5 separate regions of the Mus musculus genome follow, and all the other regions are linked to region 4. A link is a contact called in public targeted proximity ligation data. All regions are on one chromosome and are shown on one strand. The core of a region is the stretch at or near the end of the contact, and the rest is flanking DNA. Distances in the headings are between cores, read along the strand shown.

Region 1 (4,094 bases), core at 877-3,376, 760 kb after region 4:
CAGACAGCTCTGCCCTAGTATATCTGCTTTCCTTGTGTGTGCCCTGAGCCTGAACCTTCTTAGCCAACAGGACAGAGTGAAGTGCAGAGGCAAGTAGGTAGCCTGACAAGCGCCATGGGGACGCAGGCAGCTGTGAGGATCCAAAGTCTGAAGCCCTACAGCTGGGAACTGCTGGGCCGAGTGAAACCCTGAGCTCCAGGCTGGAGAGAGACAGGGTCCACTTTAAAAGTCAGGAAAGTGCCGGGCGTGGTGGCGCACGCCTTTAACCCCAGCACTCGGGAGGCAGAGGCAGGCAGATTTCTGAGTTCGAGGCCAGCCTGGTCTACAGAGTGAGTTCCAGGATTCCAGGACAGCCAGGGCTACACAGAGAAACCCTGTCTCGAAAAACCAAAAAAAAAAAAAAAAAAAAATCAAGGTCATTCAGGAAGTTTCCTACTGGTCATCCTGTCAACTTAGTGTCTAGTAACAGTCCCACGTGGAAAGCTCCAGGAATGAACGCTGGGTCATTAACAGAATCGTCTTCCTAACTATGCTCAAGGCACAAGTCCCCTTTGTGGCCAAGCCCCACATCAGAGACTCACTGGGGATATAGAGGTCAGGGGCATTGAGATCTTTCCGCGGGGGCAGAGGCACATCATGGCTGTATTGCATTTTCCAGTTCTGGCCGTGGCGAGGTGGTCGGGTAAACAGGAGCAGAGAGAAAGAGAGAGAGGGTTGAGATCTGATGATCAGTCAGGTTATCCGCGAGTGGGGAGAGGCTGGCCAGCTCTCCTGGTGGGAAGCTCACCTGATGTGTGTATGGGAAGACCAATAGCCCTAGCTTCTTAGCGACATAGGCTGTGTCCACAGCAAAAAAATACTTGAGTTTGTTCACGGACACAAAACGGTGCAGCTGGAAGTAAAGAGAAGAGGCTATGGATGAGCCCTACCGTGATCCTTCCTAAAGGATGCCTGGGGAGTAAGATGGGATCCTGTGACACCCCAACCCTGGCCAGAAGCCCTGCCTCCCTCCTCCCGGGAGCCCAGGGCACACCTCTTTGTGCACTATGTCCTTCCCTTGGGATGCTATGGAGGTGCCATAGGCCATTGCCATATTGGCCACTGGGTCTCCAAGCAGGTTGTTGACACTGAAGGCTACATCAGCTCCTGGGGCTGGGTATCCGCCCAGTTGGCTGGAATAACCACCACTTGTATCATCGAAGAGTGGAGGAGGGTCTGGAGCTGCCCGGGTCCTATGCTTGGAACCTGCAGGTGTGAGAGGACCAAAGTAGATTACAGAATTACAGAGCAAGAACCCAGACCACTGCCCTTTCCCCAGGCTGGGAAGCTGTGCATAGGTCCTAAGGCACCGAACAATTGAGGAAAAGGCAGGATGAGTTTTAAAGTCGATCTCCTATCCTTCGGGGGGTCAGGGTGGGGGATCATTTACTGCATGCAGTGGGAAAGGTGTGCCTAAACATGGCTACCCATTTGGGGTTTCTAGGAAGTCTCTCAAGGGAAATGATCTCTGAGTACTAGCGAGTGAAAAGACGTTTGCTTGGGCACAATCACCGCAAAGACATTCCTTGACTTAACACAGGTAGAAAAGGCAATATTGGCTATTCGGAGTCCCTGGACAGTGGTCAGGAATGCTGCCCGAGTTGTAAGAGGGAAAGGAAGTTCTGGAGGCAAATTCGGTACAAGCAGGATTAGACTTGAGGATCCCAGTAGTGCTGTCGCAGCCTGATCTCAGGACTGGCTAGTAAGGGCGAAGTCCAGGACACGCTGCAGTGTGGCAGGGCAGGAACCCGAGAGACACTCTCCCCGCCCTGGGCAGCGGTCACTGCAGACCCTCTCCAACAGAACCAGTGGGTCTCTCAGCGTATTTGGCTCCCCGCTGCCAGGCCGCGCCCCGCCCTCCCCACTCCTCACGCACCGTGGACTCCATATGCCGAATGGTAAGCCATGGCCGTGACGTTCGCTCTACCCAAGGGTCGTGGGTACTTCGCTGAGTCGTGGGTACGAACACTACTGAAACAGCTACTTCTCTTGCCTGGTCCTGACCGAAGTTACCCGACGGCCCGACACGTCCCAGGGCTGTCCGATCGCGGCCGCCATGTCCTTGGCGTCACACTTCGCTGTCTACCATTGGCTCGTCGGAAGAGCTGGTTCTCCCCCTTTACACTTTCAATTGGCTACTGGTGAGCTCTCTTCCAATCGGGTTTTGTCATATTCAACTTCCGACAGATAGGGGGCGGAGCTACTCAAGATGTTCTCGGATTGACTAGTAGGCTGGCTAATTTGCGGCGCTACCAGCCAATAGGTGAGAAGGAGTTGTAACTTAGTTCCGCGTCTGCGCCAAGAGGCGCTTGACGCTCCTTGCCACGACTACGCCAATAGGAAGATTAAAGTCCTGACCGACCCAACTAGTCAGGGCACAAAGCTGGCTCCGCCGCAATGCAGTCCAAGAGGAATGCGGCGGTCGGTCAAGCTCTGACTGATCCCTGCCCCTACTCTGTGCTCTTTCCTCCAATTCACTCCATCCTGTTTTGGAGCTCCGGCCTGCTAGAAATTGTTGTTGTTGCCCGCACCGGGAGAGTGACAGCGCGGCCCTGAGCCCTGGAACGCTGACTCCTCCTCCGCCCTCCCACTCCTTTCAGAACTGGTGCTGTCCGTCGGCTGGTGCTGAAAATGCCCTGTAGAGTCCGCCGCTGGGCTCATCCCCGAGGGCCTCTGCTGGGAGGGTTTGGAATCGCGCTCAATACGTTATGCACACACGCACTCACACGCACACACGCGCTCACGCATGGGGCAGGAGACAGAAACTGAGACCACCCAGAAGATACGAAGTCCTGGTGGTATACATGGGACAGGAATCTGTACTGGGCCTTGTTCCATCGCTTTCTCCAGTGGTCCGGGAGATTTGGGAGGCAGAGGTGTAGTGACCTGTCTCCTGAAGGTCTCCTGAGTCATCACCAGTCCTGTGATCTCCAAGTGAGGCCCGTAAGCTTCACTCCTAGTCTCCTAGGCTCTTTTCTTCCCACCCAGGCTGTAACCACTCCCATCGTCGCTGGAGACAATCCCTCCAAGGGTCCCTCTCTCACAGACTGTCAGGTACTATTCTCTAGATAGCATGACACACCCTCGGATACTTACAGCTGACTAACTACTCAGCGTTTAGTTGCATAAGGTCAGACTTTTCTGATCCCCAAACTCAGCCCATGCTGTCCAACAGCTGCTTTTGCTCCTCCGCCTGGGATGCGGGAGATATGCCTTTCCCTTTTTATCCATTTGTCCAAATCCTTTAAGAGTCATGTTAGCTTGCTTGTGAGATGGCTCAGCAGACTGCCAAGCCTGAGAACCTAAATTCAATTCCCAGACGGTGGAAGAAGAGAGCCAACTCCGAAAAATCTTCCTCCGATTTGTACACTCGAGCTATGTTAAAGTGCACCTCTTTGCACCATCCCGCCCAGAGAGAGATACACAGAACAAATACATTTAACATGTAATTAATTTTGGGGGGGGGGGGAGATCGGGACTGGAGAGATGGCTCAGTGGTTAAGAGCATTGGCTGACTGCTCTCCGAAGGTCCCAGCAACCACACAATGGCTCACAACTATCTATACAGCTATTGTGTATTGTATATATAAAATAAATAAATAAATCTTGCCAGTTGTGGATGCGTACGCCGGTAGGATTTGGTGAAGGAGGCAGAGGCAGGAGGATCACGAGTTCAAGGCCAGCCTACAAAATCACGAGTTCGAGGTCTACAAAATAGTTCCAGGACAACCAGGGCTATACAGAGAAACCCTGTCTCAGAAAAAAAAAAAAAAAAAAACAACCAACCAAACAAACAAACAATCAAAAAAACCCAGAGGTCCTGACTTCAATTCCCAGAAACCACATGGTGGCTCACAACCATCTGTAATGGGATCTGATGCCCTCTTCTGGCATGCAGGTGTACGTGCAGATAGAGCACTCATACATAAAATAAATACACCTTTAAAAAATAAAAATAAAAGGGGGGATCACTTTAGCCCTTACAGAGGGACAAAGGGAACGGAGGCTTGACCATGGCCCAGAGTGATGGCTAGAGTCTGGGTTCTAAACCCCTC
Region 2 (4,155 bases), core at 705-3,204, 550 kb after region 4:
CAGTCTTTCTCTTTGCAGAGTTTGGTATCCTATCTGCATCCCAGGGCAATCATGAAAAAAAAAAATCATCCTGTTTGGTATGTCCTTTTCTGGCCCTAGTTATATTACCGACCCATCTGCTCTTTTATCTTGCCTTAGAGACCCTGCCCTTCTCCTCCTCCTCTTCCTCCCCCTGGACTCCTCTGGAGTCCTGCCTGAGCATACTGGGGCCTCCAGCCTCAGGTGACCTGTCCGGGGCTCTCTGATTACAGGGAGCAGAGACTTCCTTTGGGTTAAAAATGGTTGTCTGAGTAAGCTGGCAAGCACAAGGAAAAGCCACCGCCGCTCATTCTTTAGTTCTGTCCTTTCCGGCTTTGGTTCCGTCTGCAATCCCAGTGTAGGGTAGTGATGAGAACCCAATGGGGAAGAGTCACCATTTGGGTATAGGTGAAGGGAACAAGAACCGCTTTTACCAGCTGTACTCTATCTGTCTGTCTCAGACCCCACCTTTCCTGCATCCTGCTCACCCCTCCTTTCCAATTACTCCTCCCTTGAGGACAGCTGGTGAAACGGAGGTGGCTAGGAAAAGATCTGAAGCGCGTGGGTGGGAAATGAGACCATTTGTGTTCCTCTCCTTTATTCATCACACACAAACCAAACAGGCTGTCATTGAGAGCGGCAGAACTAGGAGAGGGAAGGAGATAAAATAAATTGGTGGATGTTGGGCAGGCAAGGGTCATGGTGTCTTGCCCCAAGAAAGGTCCTGAGGTTTTTTTGTTTTTCCTACAAGAATATAAAGTCCCCAGGTTAGATACCCCCACCTCCCAACTCATTTATTAGCTGCCTCCTGGATGCTAAATACTTCAAGATAGAAGAAGATCAAGTTCCAGATCCTGTTTGGGGGAATGGAGGTGGGAATAAAGGACAGGAAAGACTTAAAAATGAAACAAAGACAATGGATTAGCTGGCAGCAGTAAGCCCAGTTTTCAAGAAGCAGAGGCAGGAGGATTGCCAAGAGCTAGAGGTTGGCTTGGGCTCGATTTTGTCCCAAGACAGTCTGAACTACATGACTCTTGATCTTCCACTCCATGAAATCGGGTGTGATAGTATATATCTGTAGCCTGCAAAGGATCAGAAGTTCTAGGGTAGCCTGGGCCACATATGGACACATTTGTCTTAAACAACAAAAACCTTGGGGCTTGAGAATTGGTGTTAAGAGCACTGTTGCTTTTGCAGAGGACCTGGGTTCGATTCACAAAAGTGTAACTCCAGTTCCAGATCTGACACTTCTGGCTTCTACAGATACCAGGCATGCAAGCGGTACATATACATATAATAAAACACCTGAAAGGTGGAAAATGTATTAATGAACATTCCTCGAAAGGGGGAAGGAAGCATTTGACAGAGAATACATTTATTTAAGACTTTTTCGAAGGTGCAAAAGGGGATTTTATTTTAGCAGTGCCCTTCCCCCAGGTCAGCAGCTGGAACTCAGCTTGGCGGTCCGTTCCTCCACCGGCTCCGATCCCCTTTCAGCCCATTCAAGCACGCCTGGGCGGGAGTGAGCAGACAAACACTGTTTTATCAGAGCCATCGGCACCAACCTCCCATTCGGGCGCCGGAAAGGAATCTCTATGAGCTCCTAGGAGAAATAAGCACCCAGGTCTCTCATCATTGAAGGGTGTCGGGACAGAAGACTTAGTATGTGTTTGGCCAGGAGAGAAGAAGAATGCATCTGCTCTGGGTAGAGTAAGCTCTTGCAGCCAGGCAGCGGATGTATTACTACTGCTGCATACCGGATGTCATAGCGAGCGTTCGTCCTCTAGATGGCGCATCCGCAAACTACAACTCCCAGAAGGCTCTGCAACCTCCGTTGGCGGCGATTCCTATTCCCCGGTAAGGGAAAGGGCGTGTGTTTGGACCAAGTTCTCTCCAATCACCGCGGGACGTGGATTACGCAACCGGAAGTTTCTGGAAGTAGGCCCGGCGGCTGACCCGAGCTTCCGTGTTGGTCTCGCGCCTTCTTGTGGCTAAGATGGCGGCGGAGCATCCCGAACCTCCCAAAGGAGAGTTGCAGTTGCCACCGCCTCCACCTCCAGGCCACTATGGAGCCTGGGCTGCGCAGGAGCTTCAGGCCAGATTGGCAGAGATAGGAGCGCCGATCCAGGGTGAGGCGCAGAGGCGGTCGAGAGGGGCCCTGCGTGGGCTTGTGGCGAAGTGGAGCTTGGTTACCCAGGAGACCCACGGGGCGGGGGGCGGAGACAGGCCTGTGGGACCTGACCTCGCCAAATTGGCCTGCTCGAGGTGATGCTGACCCCCTGATTCTGTGCTTCGTCCTATAGGGAGTCGCGAGGAGTTAGTAGAGCGGCTGCAGACCTACACCCGTCAGGTGAGTGTTGTCAGTGCAGGCTAGGTCTCACTTTTCCTGGAGGCCTTTAAGACTACTCACGGATGGATCTTCGTTTCTCTTCTCTTCTCTTCTCTTCTCTTCTCTTCTCTTCTCTTCTTTCTTTTTTCTTTTTCTTTTCTTTTTTTTTTTTTTTTTGGTTTTTTTTTTTTTTTTTGAGACAGGGTTTCTCTGTATAGCCCTGGCTGTCCTGGACTCACTCTGTAGACCAGGCTGGCCTGGAACTCAGAAATTCGCCTGCCTCTCCCAAATGCTGGGATTAAAGGCGTGCGCCACCACTCCGCGGCTGGATCTTCGTTTCATATACTTTTTTTGTTTGTTCTTTCGCGATAGGGTTTCTCAGTGTAGCCCTGGCTGGCCTCAAACTTAAGAGATCCTAATGCGTTTGCCTTCCGAGTGCTCCAGCACACCGGGCTAGGTCTTTTTTGTGTACTTCAACGCAGCAAGCCGGCTCTTGACCATTTTGTCAGTTCTTGGTTTTGCTTTATTGTAATTACTTCTACTCCTGTTGCTTTTCTCAGGTTCCAGCCCCAGTCTCTGTCAAGTGGGCACTGGGTACATTTTGTTAAGTAAATAAATGGAAGAGGAGGTTATGTAATGGAATACGTCCTTGTAGTCTGACCTAGAGCTCTCTTTTTTCTTGTAGACGGGCATTGTCCTGAATCGACCAGTTTTGAGAGGAGAAGATGGGGACAAAGCGGCTCCTCCTCCTATGTCAGCACAGGTAAGAGATTGCTTCGAGGATCTTTTCTGCTCAGGATAGCCATGTGTTGAGCTAGCAGATGGGACCGTAAGTTAAGGGTGAGGTCTAAGGAGACAAAATTGTGACCTCTTCACTTCTGATTTAGTGCTGCTACTGTTTTAATCCCCAATGTCTACTCCTCCAAATTTGACTTATCACTCAAGATTCCACTAGAATATCTGGAAATGTTCCTTGATCCTTTCTCAGCTGGAAGTGGTCATGCTTTCTCCTGCCAGGTATAGCTCCCAAAGTTATTGAAACGGTAAAGGATAATGCCCTGACTTGAATAATATACTCCCTGCATCTAGTACAACGTAGATATCCTATGCCTTGGAATGTTGGTTATTACTTTTTTTTTAACTTATTTTTATGTATATAAGTGTTTTGTCTGAATTTGTATTTTGTCCAAGTTTCTACCTGTGCGTCACGTGCATGCAGTGTTTTAGGAGGCCATTGAAGGGCGTTGGGTCATTCTGGGGCTGGAGTTACAGAACTGTGAGCTTCCATCGGGGTGCTGGGAATTGAGCCCTGATATTATAGAAGAGCAGCTCTTAACTGCTTGGCCATCTATCCAGCCCTAGTTCCTATTTCTTTAAGTCCTTTCTGATTCTAGTATTTGTTTCTCTTCCTCTAAAGTTGTGGCTTTGACCTGGAGTTTATTGGTGTGTTTGTGTATGTGTGTTTTGTGAAGTTCCTGTATGGATTTTAGAGGTGTCCTTGTACCTCCTTAAATTGAATGCAAAATGTAATATGAATGTTCCTCATATTTTTTCAGAGAAGCTAATAGCTTTGATCAGTGTGCTAAAGTTAGCATCTTTTGATTCTTTTATGGTGTATTTTCTTGAATCCTACGTCATTAGACTTCAAATTCTAGTATCTGGCTCTTTTGCTAGGTCTCTAGCAAATGCTTATAAATTGAATAAATGCTTTCTAATTCATAGCTGTATTTTTTTCCCCATAGCTGTCTGGGATTCCTATGCCACCACCACCTATGGGACTTCCCCCTCTACAGCCTCCTCCACCACCT
Region 3 (3,777 bases), core at 275-2,774, 560 kb before region 4:
GATAATGCCCCTCCCAGGTCAGTGTTGGGACCCTGGGGCCCCTTCCTTGACGTCTGTACAAGGGGTACATTGGGGTACTTCTCCGCAAAATCAAGGAGCTTTTCTTAAGAAGACTTCAAAATAGGAGCCTGGGTAGGTTCTGGCCTAGAGTCTGGTTCAGGGTCCAGCTGGGTGTGACCCCTCGTGCTGCATGCAACTCACCAAACGCTTCGATGCAACCACGGAGCAGCTCCTCCACGGTGCAGCCCTTGTCCAGGTCCAGAGTGCTCGTCATGGCTGCCGGTGCCAGTAGGCTAGACCCAAGCTACACTCTCAGAGCCTCCCACGGTGCTCAATTCGGACCCCTGTCCTGGGAGAAGTGGGAGTCAGCAGAGGCGCGGGAGGTGGGGGGAGCGGCTCGGCGCGTAGGAACGGGGCGGAGTGGGCACGCCCCCTGCTGGGCATGGGCGGAGTTGCCTGCCGTTGCCCCTCTAGGGTTAAACGGTCCTGCCCCGGGATGGTGCAACTCGCTAGTTGGGAAATGGACTAGCTGAGAGGCTTCCGGCCCACCCGCGGAGTCGCGGGAGGTTAGAAGGGTTCTACGAGAATAAGGGACGAGCCAGGACCCCAGGGGTTAGTTAGTGCCCCAAGCCTCCTGGCGGGCCCTCCTCTCCTTGCATTTGCTCCCCACAGGCACCTGCAACACCCCACAGCTTGACTCTGCACTCCTCCCGCTTCCCCTCCCTTCACAGCCTCCCTTCCCCCGCAGGGTTATTTTGGGAACCCAGTGCCTGAGGGGACCTCGGAGGAATTTCTCCCTGGGATGGAAGGAGGGAGGAGGGAACCCAGGAGTCCTGCCTACATCTCCCCCTCCTGGGCTCCCCGAGTGGGAGGCGGGGCCGTAGCATCCCCCAGGGGCCTGCCCTTGGGGAGGAGGGCTAGAGAGAAGAACATTCCTGGGGCGGGGGGTGGGAGGGGTAGCCCACTGCGGTTGGGAGATGTCAGTGGGAAGCCAAAGCCTGGGAACCGCGGACTCCCAACCCACAAGTACTAAGGTCCCAGGAGTCCGGTCCTAGCCCTTCCAGAATTGCCATATATCTTCCCAACCTGGGCTCCCGCCTTCCCACCCACCCTGCTGCATAGTTAAATTGTGCGTGAGAGCACCGAGTAGGGAGCCCAGAAGGGGCCGCTAGCGCCATGGCCTGCATGACACCATTAATAATCCTGGTCATCAGTGGGGACTATAAAAGCACCCATGCAGGAACAAACACCTATTCTCTAGACTAGGTATTTGCCGAAGGCCAATGACCTACATTAAGTGCAAGAAGACCCTTTTCACACACACCAGGGTCATAGACACCTCCCGTCCTAATCACACACAATGGCACCCACATCCCATGCACACCTGCAATGAAAATCCTCAGCCACACATACCCAAGTCCTTTACTTCAGAATGCAAACCTGAATGCAGTTCACCTCCCAGACCTTCTGTTCACTTGAACCAGCTCAGCCTCTGATCTCTCGATCACAGTAGCTCTGACATCTGAACACGTGTGCACACACGCAAAGACAGTGCATCTCCACGCATGTACACTCCCACACGCATCCACATACCCCCTGGTTGCGCACACACCCATTCTGCCGCCCCTCCCCCCTCAACCAGGCTCCAGGGCTCGCAGCCCCAAAGCCTGGGGTTCTTTACATTCCTGGATCTCGCCAAAACCTTGTCCCAAGGAAAGGGACCTCGCCCTTACACAGACTCCCCTACATTAGGGAATCCTCCCGAGGACTTCTCAGAGTCGTTCCCTCCTGACTGTTACTTCCTTGCTGGGTGACCTTGAGAATCATTTAGTCTCTCTGAACCTCAATTTTCCCATCTGTCAAATGGGGACTTGCAGGGAAGAGCCTGGTAGATACGTTTCAGGCGAGCACCGGAATGCCTCGAACGCCCCCCTCCTGCGGGTGGCTCTAAGTGCCTCATCCCCTCCGCAAGCTCTGTCCCACCCAGGACCGCAGATTCCCCACCCACCCGCAGTCCCCGCCAGCCTGCCCCTAGGAGATCCCTAGGGGCCGCACCCTCTGTGTCCCACGCCCCACCCGCGCGCGTGCTCGCTCACTCACTCTTGGGACCCGCAGCGCGGACCCCGAACCCTGCCCGGCCAGCGCCACCTCCGTGCGCTCCCGCCCGCCGGCCTCGCTGCGGCTGCGGCTCCCACCCGGTCTCCGCGCCGCGGCCCAGCGCCCTGCCGCCCCGCCCCCTCCCCGCCCCTGCACCCCGCGCCGCGCCTCCTCCACCGGGGACTCCCCCTCTCGCCCCGCGCGCGCCGGGCCCTGAAGCAGATTAACCCCTCCCCTGCCGCCCCAGAGAGTTTAACCGCGGGCGGGGGGCTGCGCCACTGTTGGTGTGGGGACCGCGTGCAGCAGCCCTCCCCCACCGCGACACCCCCGGGCTCTGCGCCCCGCCTGGGTGTCGCACGGAGGAAGCCGGGAGGGGCAGGAAGCGGACTGCGGTGGGGAAGGGGCGCCCCGCCCAGCCCCCCGGTCCGGGTTCCTGTTTTCGAGACAAACCGTTCCCACGGGGTTCACCCTGCCCGGGCCCGGGCGTCTTCCTGCGGGCGGCGGAGGCCCGGGCGTGGTGGAGGTCGCGGGCGTGGGGCTGCGGATCCTTGCGATGGCCTGGGGGAGGGGCTGGGACAGAATGCGAGCTGGTTTTGGTCCAGTGGAGCCTCAAAAAGCCAGGAATGAATGAACGAACACGCGGCTCCCTGGGAACCCAGGTTCGTTGTCTAGAGATGGGGCGAGGGACACCCCACTGGGCAAGAGAGAAAGAGGCGTCTATAAATTGGGTAGGTGCTTTGCAGTTTCGGAACTGGAAGCCTTGGATGCATGGGCCGAGACGAGGAACTTGGGAGGGGCAGCCACAAGCAGTTATGTCCCTCACACCTAGCCTAGGGATAGGTAACAGTTTCCGGCCGTTTAGACTCACTATGAAACCCAGGGCCGCAAAACCCCTTCCGAGGATTGCCCCTCCTTGCCTTGGGCGAGGGAAGCAGTCCTCTGCACTTCAATCTTGGTTTATGTGAGGCTCAGAAGAGGCCCCTTATATACCTCAGTTTCTCCAGAACCGGGAATATACCACTGTTCTCGCCTAAACGATCTGCGAATGCCCTAAGCCCTAACACTCCCCTGGTTTTGAATTTATTTTAGCCACCTGCTAAGAGACCCTAAAACGCCGCAGTGGGGCGGGGCTAGGGGCGGAGCCAAGAAGGCGCCAAGCCTCCTCTAGACCCTCCCCCAGACAGCGGGGAAAGCTCCGTAGTCCGGGAGGATTCGGCCCGAGTACCGACTCCCTAACCCGGTGGGCCCCACCCAGACAGACGCCCCGCCCCCGACCAACTAAGCTGGCCGCTGACCTAGTATGGACACAGCGCTGGGAAGAGAGGCGTGGAGGGCGACACCGGAAAAGGGACTGAGTCCCAGACACCGCCTATGGGCCGCCCCTCTCTCCCCACAGAGGATGCACCTGCCGCGGTGTGTGGGGGGGGGCTGGGGGGGCGGTAAGGAGATGACTGCGCAGCAGCTGTTAAGCTCTCCAAGAGCTAAAAATATTTTGCAACAGAGAAGAGTAAGGAAGAGCAGGAAGAGTCGATTTATTGGGGAGTGGGTGCACTTGGTTAGACCCCATCCATACATAAAAGGAGTAGGGAGTTGAGGGAAATGAAGAGGGCAAGGTCTTCATCACACTAGGCATCAGGACCTAGAGACTGGGGAAAGTGGGTTCCAAAGTGGGTAGGGTAG
Region 4 (4,276 bases), core at 1,057-3,556:
CTCCATCCCAGAATCCCATAGCTGGGAAGGGGCATGCCTTAGAAACCAGGCAGGCTCCTCTGGCTGTCACCCCTCAGCCCCACCCACAGACCTGTTTACCACAATCTCCTGGAACAGCTTTTTTGATTGGGGGAGTTGCTGCTCTGCCCTAGTCCTTCAGTGGGATGGAGGTCCTCTGTGTGAAGGAAGAAACTCTGGGTATGTCCACCAGCGAAGGGTGGGCACAGCCTCGGCCCTAAGGCCTCCTCACCTCTCCCCTCAAATACATTGTTTCCAAAGAAAACTGTCCTTGAAGGCCAGGAGCCTCTGACACTGCCATCTTGCCCTTGAGAACTGGAGACAGTCCCTGGGCTGCTGCAGACTTGTGAGCACACAAATGCTTCATCTGTGCGTGACCAGGCGACCTAGCTTTACACAGCCCTAGGCTTGGTGTGTTACCAATTAACCCTGTTCCTACTAATTCAAAAAAAAAAAAGTCTCAAAAGCTGTTCCTGGGACTGAAGAATAATATGAAGGGAAATTGAAGGTGGTTGAACAATTGCCTAAGCACCTCAAAGTCAGAAAAGACTGACTCCACAGGCTAGGCCCGCCACAGGGAGCCCCTCCCTCCCTCCTGCTTTCATAGCCGCCTCCTGGCATTCTAGAACATTTTAACAAGCAACTCCCTGTTCTTGCAGGCAGTCACCGCCACCCACCACCGACACTTGGAACTGATGCCAGGCGGACATAGTGGTAATGTAATCCCAGCACTAAAAAGGTTGAGGCAGGAGGATGAGCCAAGAAGTACAGGCCAGTATGAGACAAAATGAGACCCTTTCTGGAATTAAAAAGAAAGAAAGATAAATAAAAGGCTGATTAGGTTAGCCCTTGGAGAAGGGTGAGGCGCAGGAATCTACGTGGCATAAGAACCGGTGAGCAAGCCAGCACTTGCCACATAATCACCCTCTGTGCTGGTCACATGAGAGAGAGAGTCACCAGTTTTCCGGGAACGGGAGGGTGCAGTCTAGGCCGGGCCTTGCTTGCAGATTCCATATGCTAGAGGCCGGAAAACAACCCCCTCCTTCCCTCCTCCGGGTTGCTAAGGGAGCCTGTTGTCACTGGGTGGTTTTGTTTGTAGAGTGGGTGTCGAGCCTGGGAGGAGACTTCCGGGCAGTTAATTCTGCCAGCTGCCTTTTTCATTCTGCGTGCTTGAACCAGCTTTTTTATTTTGGGGAGTATGGGGGGGGGGGGATGTGGAGGCAGGTGGCAGAAGAGCTGAGTAGATGCTTCATGGCGGGGTGGGGTGGGGGTGGGGGGTTGTCAGACTGTCCGAGCTCCTCACTGACATGGGCGGTGACAATTCCCCTTTTCAAAACCCTCACTAAGCCCTTGTTTGTGGACAACGTTTGCTTTTGGACCTGTGCTGGACCCCACCCCAAGTAGACAGCCAGCCTGGCTCCCCCAGTGGTCATTAAACCCACGCCTTGAACTCCACCATACACTGTCGCAGAGAAATGCAGCTTAAAAATATTTTTTCTCACTATACCACACCCAAAAGCAAAAATGTTTTCTAAAATCACTTAACTGTACTGGGCGCTCTTCAACCATAAACATTACATACACACATTCATTCTATATGCATGTGTACCATACAAAAGTCTTGCTTTATCATAGCTTGCAACCACCTTTCCCGCAATTTAATTAACCTTAGACGCAATTAAGCATTCCACCCAAGCTGCTGGGATAGTTCTTCCCCACCCCCACCCTGCTGCTGCCCGCACTGACGTCACCCTGCGAGCAGGCGGCGGCAACGCCCGAGAAGTCACGCGCCCGGTCCCGCCCCAACCCCCCCACCCCTACCGCCTGACGCGCCACCGCAGAGATCCCTCCGCCACCGAGTGGAATTTTCCAGGCTTTCTGCCGGCCCTACTTTCGGACCTCGTCGGGGCGTGGTGACCTGAGGCGACCCGTGTACTTTTCCTTCAGCGCTGACATTCGGTGTGACCCTCTTCCCCAACAGCTGACCCTACCCTTCAGCAGCAAAGGGGACTTACTTATCCCCGGTGGTGTTCACCGCCCAAATATCATCTTTGGATATGCCCTTCATCCTGTGACGCACCGCTAGGAGCAGAAAAGGATCATTGAGCAATCTGAGGGAGTGGCGGTTGACGGAGGCCATGACCCGCCCCTCGTGGGCTCCTTTGGCTCTGTGGCTAGGTCGGGGAGGAACTTTTTTTTAAGTGCCCGTGGAGGAATCGTTCCGTTTAGCAGTGTTTGGGTGACGCGACACAAGAGTATAAAAGCAAAAGTTGTAACCTCCACCTGTAGGAGTTAGTGACAAGGAGGGCTCGCTCTTGGGGCTAGTGGTGGGGAGGCAGTGGCCAGTTCAGGGCTCAGATGAGAGAGGTGGCAGAATTAGAGGCAGCCACTAGGATGGGGGTGCGAGGAGAAGCGGGGCTAAGTATAAAGGAGACTAGATTTTGGGACAGTGGACGTGTGGAAGGCAGCTTCCAAAGCGCCTTTAACAATCCACAAAGAACCAGCAGCTTTCAAGACCAGGCTATCCCTGCTGTCTGCTGGCACTTGACGTCCAGGAGGGCACAAGTTTCACAGGCCTACATGGGGGCAGTGTCCTAACTTGAGTGGCAGAGCAGCAGTTGATGGAGACGGGTGGACTGGGGGCCCTTGAAGGCCCCGGAAATCATAGAGGACAGGCAGTGGGGCAGGACTAGGTGCGTAGTGGAGGTCGCCTTTGATCTTGACAAAACCAGCAGACCCCTTTTTTTCCAGATAAGGGGTTGTGAACCCACCTGGGGATGAGGCCTGGTCTTATGGAAGGTGGACTTAGCTTCGCTGGGCGGACAGCTCTGGCCCAGGGTGGTATGTAATTTGGGTGTGGCCTGTCTGCACCCACTTCGGGGTGCGAGGGGAGGCCGGAGGAGGCTGCAGAGACAAGTTGTTTTTACTGTCAGGTCTGCCAGGCGGGGACCATGGAGATTGAAGGCGCAAGTCTTGGGGCCACATTAATCACAACTTTATTTTTCAGATAGCAGTGCCCTCTCTGGACTTTGCCTAGGTTCCGTGCTTCCTCTTCTGTGGTCTCACTCTTCCCTACTCTTGCCCCTCACTCTGAGGTTAAGGGGTCACTTAAAACCTTGCCCCTGGGTCGTCCGGTAAGCCTGTGGAGGATGTAGAGTCGGTGCTGGAGTCTTGGGCACGGCATTTTGGTAAAGGTGGAGGACACCCTGACTGGGCGGGGAGGGATGGTGTTGATTCACAGAGGGCGGGACGTGAGTGTGGACCCTGGGGTGGGCTCACAGCCATGTTTCCGGTCACCCAAATGCTTCATGGACGTGGTTTATCACTATAGTGTTCACCATGGCAAGCAGATGGCACCAGGAGATATGGAGCCCCTGCCAGTGTGAGTCGTAGCAGTGCAGGAGGGCTCACCCTGGAGGAGACAGCGGCCTCGGTTGACGCCTACACAGTGAATTCCAGAGGCTTAGGAAGCGCGTCCCTGCCCTGGGTCCAGGCCTTTCTCAGGAAGCCCTGTGCTCAGGAGGCCATCGTTGAAGTCAGCTTGTAGGGGGTGGGCAGGTGCTTCCAGCCGGAGGGGCCGTCGGCTGTGAATGTTCCAGATGAATGTCTTGTTCTGGGAGCATCATTCTTTGCGGATGCATGAATGGCAGCAGGCACCCTTTTTCATGGGGGTAGAGGCGTTCGACTGCTGCATCTTCTAAACAAGCCTCCATCCAGCCTTTGTAGTTCTGTGCTGCGAACTTGGCCTCGAGAAGATTGCGTAAGGTGTAGGACACTTTAACGTCTGCGCAGCGTGCTGCACTGTAGATCGGGACCCCAGTGACCTCGCCCACCTTCCCTGCTTCTGCAGCCTGCCTGCCTCTGCATTGGTCAGAGGGATTCTTAACTGAAAACTTGTGGGTGTTGGGGAAAGCTGTTGGGTTGTAAATGACTGGTGTGGAGGAATCTTCCTTAGATGGAGCTGGTTGTAAAATGGGTAGGGTTTGTGGTTTAACAGTGGGAAGGCGCAAGTTAGCCACAAATTCTGCCGACTTGGTAGATGCCGTATCTAATTTGGGCTTTGGGACGTCTTCTGGACTAAAAGGGATCCGTGGGCCCGAAGTGGTCCCTGGGAATGGTCTCTCCCAGGGTGTGGATTTGATACTGGGTGGTTGAGTGGCAACAGTGGTTCTGGCCCCTTTTGTTCATTAGCTTTTATGACTTAGGGCCTGGCTGTGTATACCAGGCTGGCCTGGGTTCACAGCCCTGCTCAGATGAC
Region 5 (3,846 bases), core at 397-2,896, 570 kb after region 4:
AGGGCTGTCCTTTCTGGTGGAGGGAGAGGCGGGTGGACTCGGTGCCTGAAGGTCTCCGAGATGCTCCATTGGTGGCAGTCTCTTAAGTTCAGGAAGAGGAAGGAAGTCATTTAGCTCTCAGGGGGAGAGGAGAGTGTGGTTTCAGTGCTTTTTACCTTAATTTTATGTCTGGGTCAGGCTGCCTCCTGTCTGGGGTTGTCTAACCTATTGTAACTTCTCTCTCTCTCTCTCCTACAGCAAAAGAAACGGAAAGCTCAGCCCCAGGACAGCCGTGGGGGCAGCAAGAAATACAAGGAGTTCAAATTTTAGGTCCTGCTCGCATAGCTGGCCTGCCTTTAGGCTCTTTGTATGTCTGGGCTTTCTCTGTGGCTCCCTAAAGCTAGATCTGGACTCCCTAGGCTCGTCACTTCCTGTTCTTATTTTAGACTTGTTTTGTAAATAAAGCTGTTTCCCAAGGAAGGATGAATACAGGCGCTCTTGAACCTCTCTCTCTTTTAGCTTCTGCAAAAGCATCTACTTCTTGCCTGTAATCACAGATGGCCCATAGGACTATGGGACTGTAGTTCTGAACTGAACTTGTGGGTAGTTCACTATCCCTACCCCTCCTGTGTGTGAAGGCTCTGCTGAAGGTACCTTTGGGTCTGGTCTGACCTTACTGCTTTGTCCGTGGGGAATAAAAATAGCCAGCTTAGCACCGTGGCTAGGCTGGGAAGTAACTGTAGGCTAGGGAAGTAGGCCAGGTCAGGCCTTCCTCATTGACCTTGTGGCAGAAAGGCCGATTTCTTACCTATTGGAGAACATCTGTCTCTAAATAAAATCTCAATTGTTCCAGAGTACTGGCTAACTACTTGGATTTACTAGTGTGTGTGTGTGTTGGTGGGTGGGTGGGTTTGAAGGGCTTGTTTTGTCTTCGTCACTGAGTTCTGAGAAGTTTTTTGAAAAACTAGACTAGGTTGGAGCACAGGATTCCATAACATTTGCTCAAGTACTGGGGAGAAGGTGTGGGTGTAGGAGAGTGCAAGAGCTCTAGGTAGGGTGGGGGTGTGTGGGGATGGCAGCTGATCAGGCCTTGAGAGAAATAGAATTCTAGAAATTGAGAAAGCACCGAGGCACTCTGGGACTTTTGTAAAGAAGGCTGTGTCGGGGGCGCTGTACCAAGAAAGGCTGTTGGACCTAGACAACCTTAGCTCAACTGGCTCCTGCCCACAGTCAAGCTGGAACTTAAGCTCCTTAGGTGGTGGCCGGCCCCTGGATCTCTACCTACTGCTTCTTTTGCAGAAGTGGGCGAAATAACCACAGAAGGGGTCGCCACAGCGGGCTATCCGATTTCCATGCAACGCGTGACCAGAACTACGTGTACTGCAGATCCCAGGGGCTGAGCGCGCTCTCGTACAGTCTTCTCCGGTCCGGGACCGCGCCCCGGAAAACCCGGGTTTCCGCTGGCGGGGTAGCAGCCGCCCGAGGAGGGCGGAGGGAGGAGGGGCGCGGAGCCTGCACGCCGAGGCCTGCTAGGGACTCCAGGGCCGCGCCGCGAGAGCGCGCGGGCTGTAGCCCCTTCCCGGGGGCCGCGGGGCCGAGCGCGAGTCTGGCCCCGCCCCTCGGCGCCGGTCTGGGTGGGGCCGCGGCTCCCCGCCCCTTTCGGACACGCCCACCCAGTGTCTGGGCCTCGCGGGCCGCAACAGGCGGCGGCGGGCGAGCGCGAGGACCGCGCGCAGCGAAAGCCCGCGCGTGCGTGCAGATTCGCTGGTGGCTCGCGCTCCGCCGGGCGTTCTGAGGAGACGCGCTGAGCCGCTGCCGCCGCGGGGGGAAGCCTGAGAGTCGCTCGCGTGCCCTCAGTCTGCGTAAGCCCCGCGCCCCTTCCTCCCCTGGCCAGGCCATGGCGGAACGCGGAGGGGCGGGCGGTGGTCCCGGAGGCTCCGGGGGCGGCAGCAGTCAGCGGGGCTCTGGGGTCGCCCAGTCCCCGCAGCAGCAGCCGCAGCAGCAGCCGCCGCAGCCTCAACAGCCGACGCCCCCCAAGCTGGCCCAGGCCACCTCGTCCTCCTCGTCCACCTCGGCTGCGGCCGCCTCCTCCTCGTCCTCCTCCACCTCCACCTCCATGGCCGTCGCGGTGGCCTCGGGCTCTGCGCCTCCGGGCGGTCCAGGACCAGGCCGCACCCCCGCCCCAGTGCAGATGAATTTGTATGCTACCTGGGAGGTGGACCGGAGCTCATCCAGCTGCGTGCCCAGGTGAGCAACGGGCGGCTGGGAAAAGGTGTTGGCCTAGGGGACCGCCAGGCTGGCTCTGTGACAGGCCCCGCCTCCCCATCTCTCCGGGGCGAGTGGAGGGTACGTCCTCCACTCCTAGCTCATCTTGGCTTTGGGGGGTGGGGGCTGTCTTCTCCTGGGCCTTCCAAGACTGTTGTGTGGGCCTGCCCTCTCCAGCAGTCCCACCTTCCGCCTTGGCTCGAACCACCCTCCTGTCCTCCTGGAGCAATGGTGGCCTCGGGGACCCAGCCCAGTGGCCTTCCTTGGCTGGGTCTGACCGAATCTGGCCTTCCTTACGGTCAGTAAGTCACTCTTCTTCCTGCCTCACTGGCGCCCGTGGGCTGTACATATGTTAATGTTACACAGATGTGGTAAAGATGGCTTTGATATAGTTCTTTCCCAACGTACTTAGCATGTGCCAAATTCATTTGTCACCTGTTGCAGGTAAAGCTGGTTAACACTTGGGGGTTCAGTACATACATTCATATGTTCTTCATGCTACACACATTCTCTGGGTACTCTGTGCTCTTAGTTTGGACATCAGTTGAATGTGTTCTTAAATGCAAGTTTTCATTTCCTCCTCCACTAGATACTGGTCACAGAGTCTCCAGGTTCCTATGAGCTCTGTAAAATGACTGCCTTGTTCCTAAATTCAACCCATTTTTCTGTCCATTGGAACTATCTGAAAACTTGCATCAAAAAATTATGCTTGTTTCTCTATGGCAAAGCAGTTGTTGTATATACTTCTTTGGGGACAGTGTGTTGGATTGACCCTATGCTAAGACAGCCTGCAGGGTTGGTTTTGCCCAGTAAGCACAAAGAAATGCCTGGAGGTGTTCATTTTGTGCTTCTAAACCGAGTTGATTCTCAGGTTCTGTTCTTTCTTACCCTGTGAGTCCAGCAGAGCAGGTGGATGTGCCTGTAAGCCAGAGATTGGGTGCCCTGTGGGGTTCCACCCTCAACTCAACTCTGCTGGTGTTTCTTTCTCTCCCTTTATTTTGAACAACATCACACCACAACATTGTACCAATATATAGGGCATGAAAAATGATGACACAAGCACATCTTTCTTATGTCATTTATTGAAAAATATAGAACATTACCCCACCTGTCAAACTCTCCAGGTTCCTTGCTGAATTACATTCTGGCTTCCCCTACACACTTCTGAATTATGCCCCCCCCCCCATTACAGTGTACTACATATAAGTCTGTAAATATATTTTTTAGTTTTGTGTGTTTTTTATTTTTGTTTGTTTGTTTTTGAGACAGGATCTTACTTGCCTTGGCTAGCCTGGAACTCACAGAGATCTGCCTGCCTCCTGCCTTCCCAGTTGCTAGTATTAAAGGTGTGCACCACTACTCTTGGCTTCAACGTTTTTTTGGAGCTTGCAGAAATGTTCTTATATTGTATGTAGCCTGTCACTTTTAACTCAGGCTTATGCAAATCATCAATGTTGTCTAGTAGCTCTAGTTTTTAGTACTTTCTCTAATGTATAGTATTTGGTTATATGAACTAATATATGACTCTGATAAATATTTAGGTTGTTCCCTGTTAACATGGGCAGTTTTGTGTGTGTGTGTGTATGTGTAAGTATGTATGTA

Evidence for each region.
Region 1: a targeted proximity ligation map of memory CD8 T cells shows a contact between it and region 4, with 24 read pairs. A contact is called at or near these places in 2 of 130 datasets of targeted methods (bone marrow-derived macrophages and memory CD8 T cells).
Region 2: a contact with region 4 is called in a targeted proximity ligation map of effector CD8 T cells, with 10 read pairs.
Region 3: a contact with region 4 is called in a targeted proximity ligation map of memory CD8 T cells, with 31 read pairs.
Region 5: a targeted proximity ligation map of memory CD8 T cells shows a contact between it and region 4, with 70 read pairs. A contact is called at or near these places in 1 of 484 Hi-C or Micro-C datasets (reprogramming fibroblasts) and 1 of 130 datasets of targeted methods (memory CD8 T cells).

What each region holds. Positions count from the first base shown.
Region 1 is chr19:5,086,570-5,090,663 of GRCm38.p6, reverse strand. Yif1a (Yip1 interacting factor homolog A (S. cerevisiae)) reads right to left here and starts at 2,126. Exons shown (of 8, transcript NM_026553.4): 1 at 1,916-2,126; 2 at 1,034-1,245; 3 at 788-892; 4 at 582-660. The coding sequence starts at 1,946.
Region 2 is chr19:5,293,254-5,297,408 of GRCm38.p6, reverse strand. It overlaps Sf3b2 (splicing factor 3b, subunit 2), which reads left to right and starts at 1,954. Exons shown (of 21, transcript NM_030109.2): 1 at 1,954-2,147; 2 at 2,322-2,368; 3 at 3,033-3,110; 4 at 4,090-4,155. The coding sequence starts at 2,015.
Region 3 is chr19:6,398,288-6,402,064 of GRCm38.p6, reverse strand. It overlaps Rasgrp2 (RAS, guanyl releasing protein 2), which reads right to left and starts at 1,524. Exons shown (of 17, transcript NM_011242.3): 1 at 1,414-1,524; 2 at 202-344. The coding sequence starts at 274. Pygm (muscle glycogen phosphorylase) reads right to left here. Exons shown (of 20, transcript NM_011224.2): 20 at 3,601-3,777.
Region 4 is chr19:5,843,508-5,847,783 of GRCm38.p6, reverse strand. It overlaps Neat1 (nuclear paraspeckle assembly transcript 1 (non-protein coding)), which reads left to right and starts at 2,306. Exons shown (of 1, transcript NR_131212.1): 1 at 2,306-4,276.
Region 5 is chr19:5,270,919-5,274,764 of GRCm38.p6, reverse strand. Pacs1 (phosphofurin acidic cluster sorting protein 1) reads left to right here and starts at 1,646. Exons shown (of 24, transcript NM_153129.3): 1 at 1,646-2,226. The coding sequence starts at 1,877. Sf3b2 (splicing factor 3b, subunit 2) reads left to right here. Exons shown (of 21, transcript NM_030109.2): 21 at 238-844. The coding sequence ends at 309.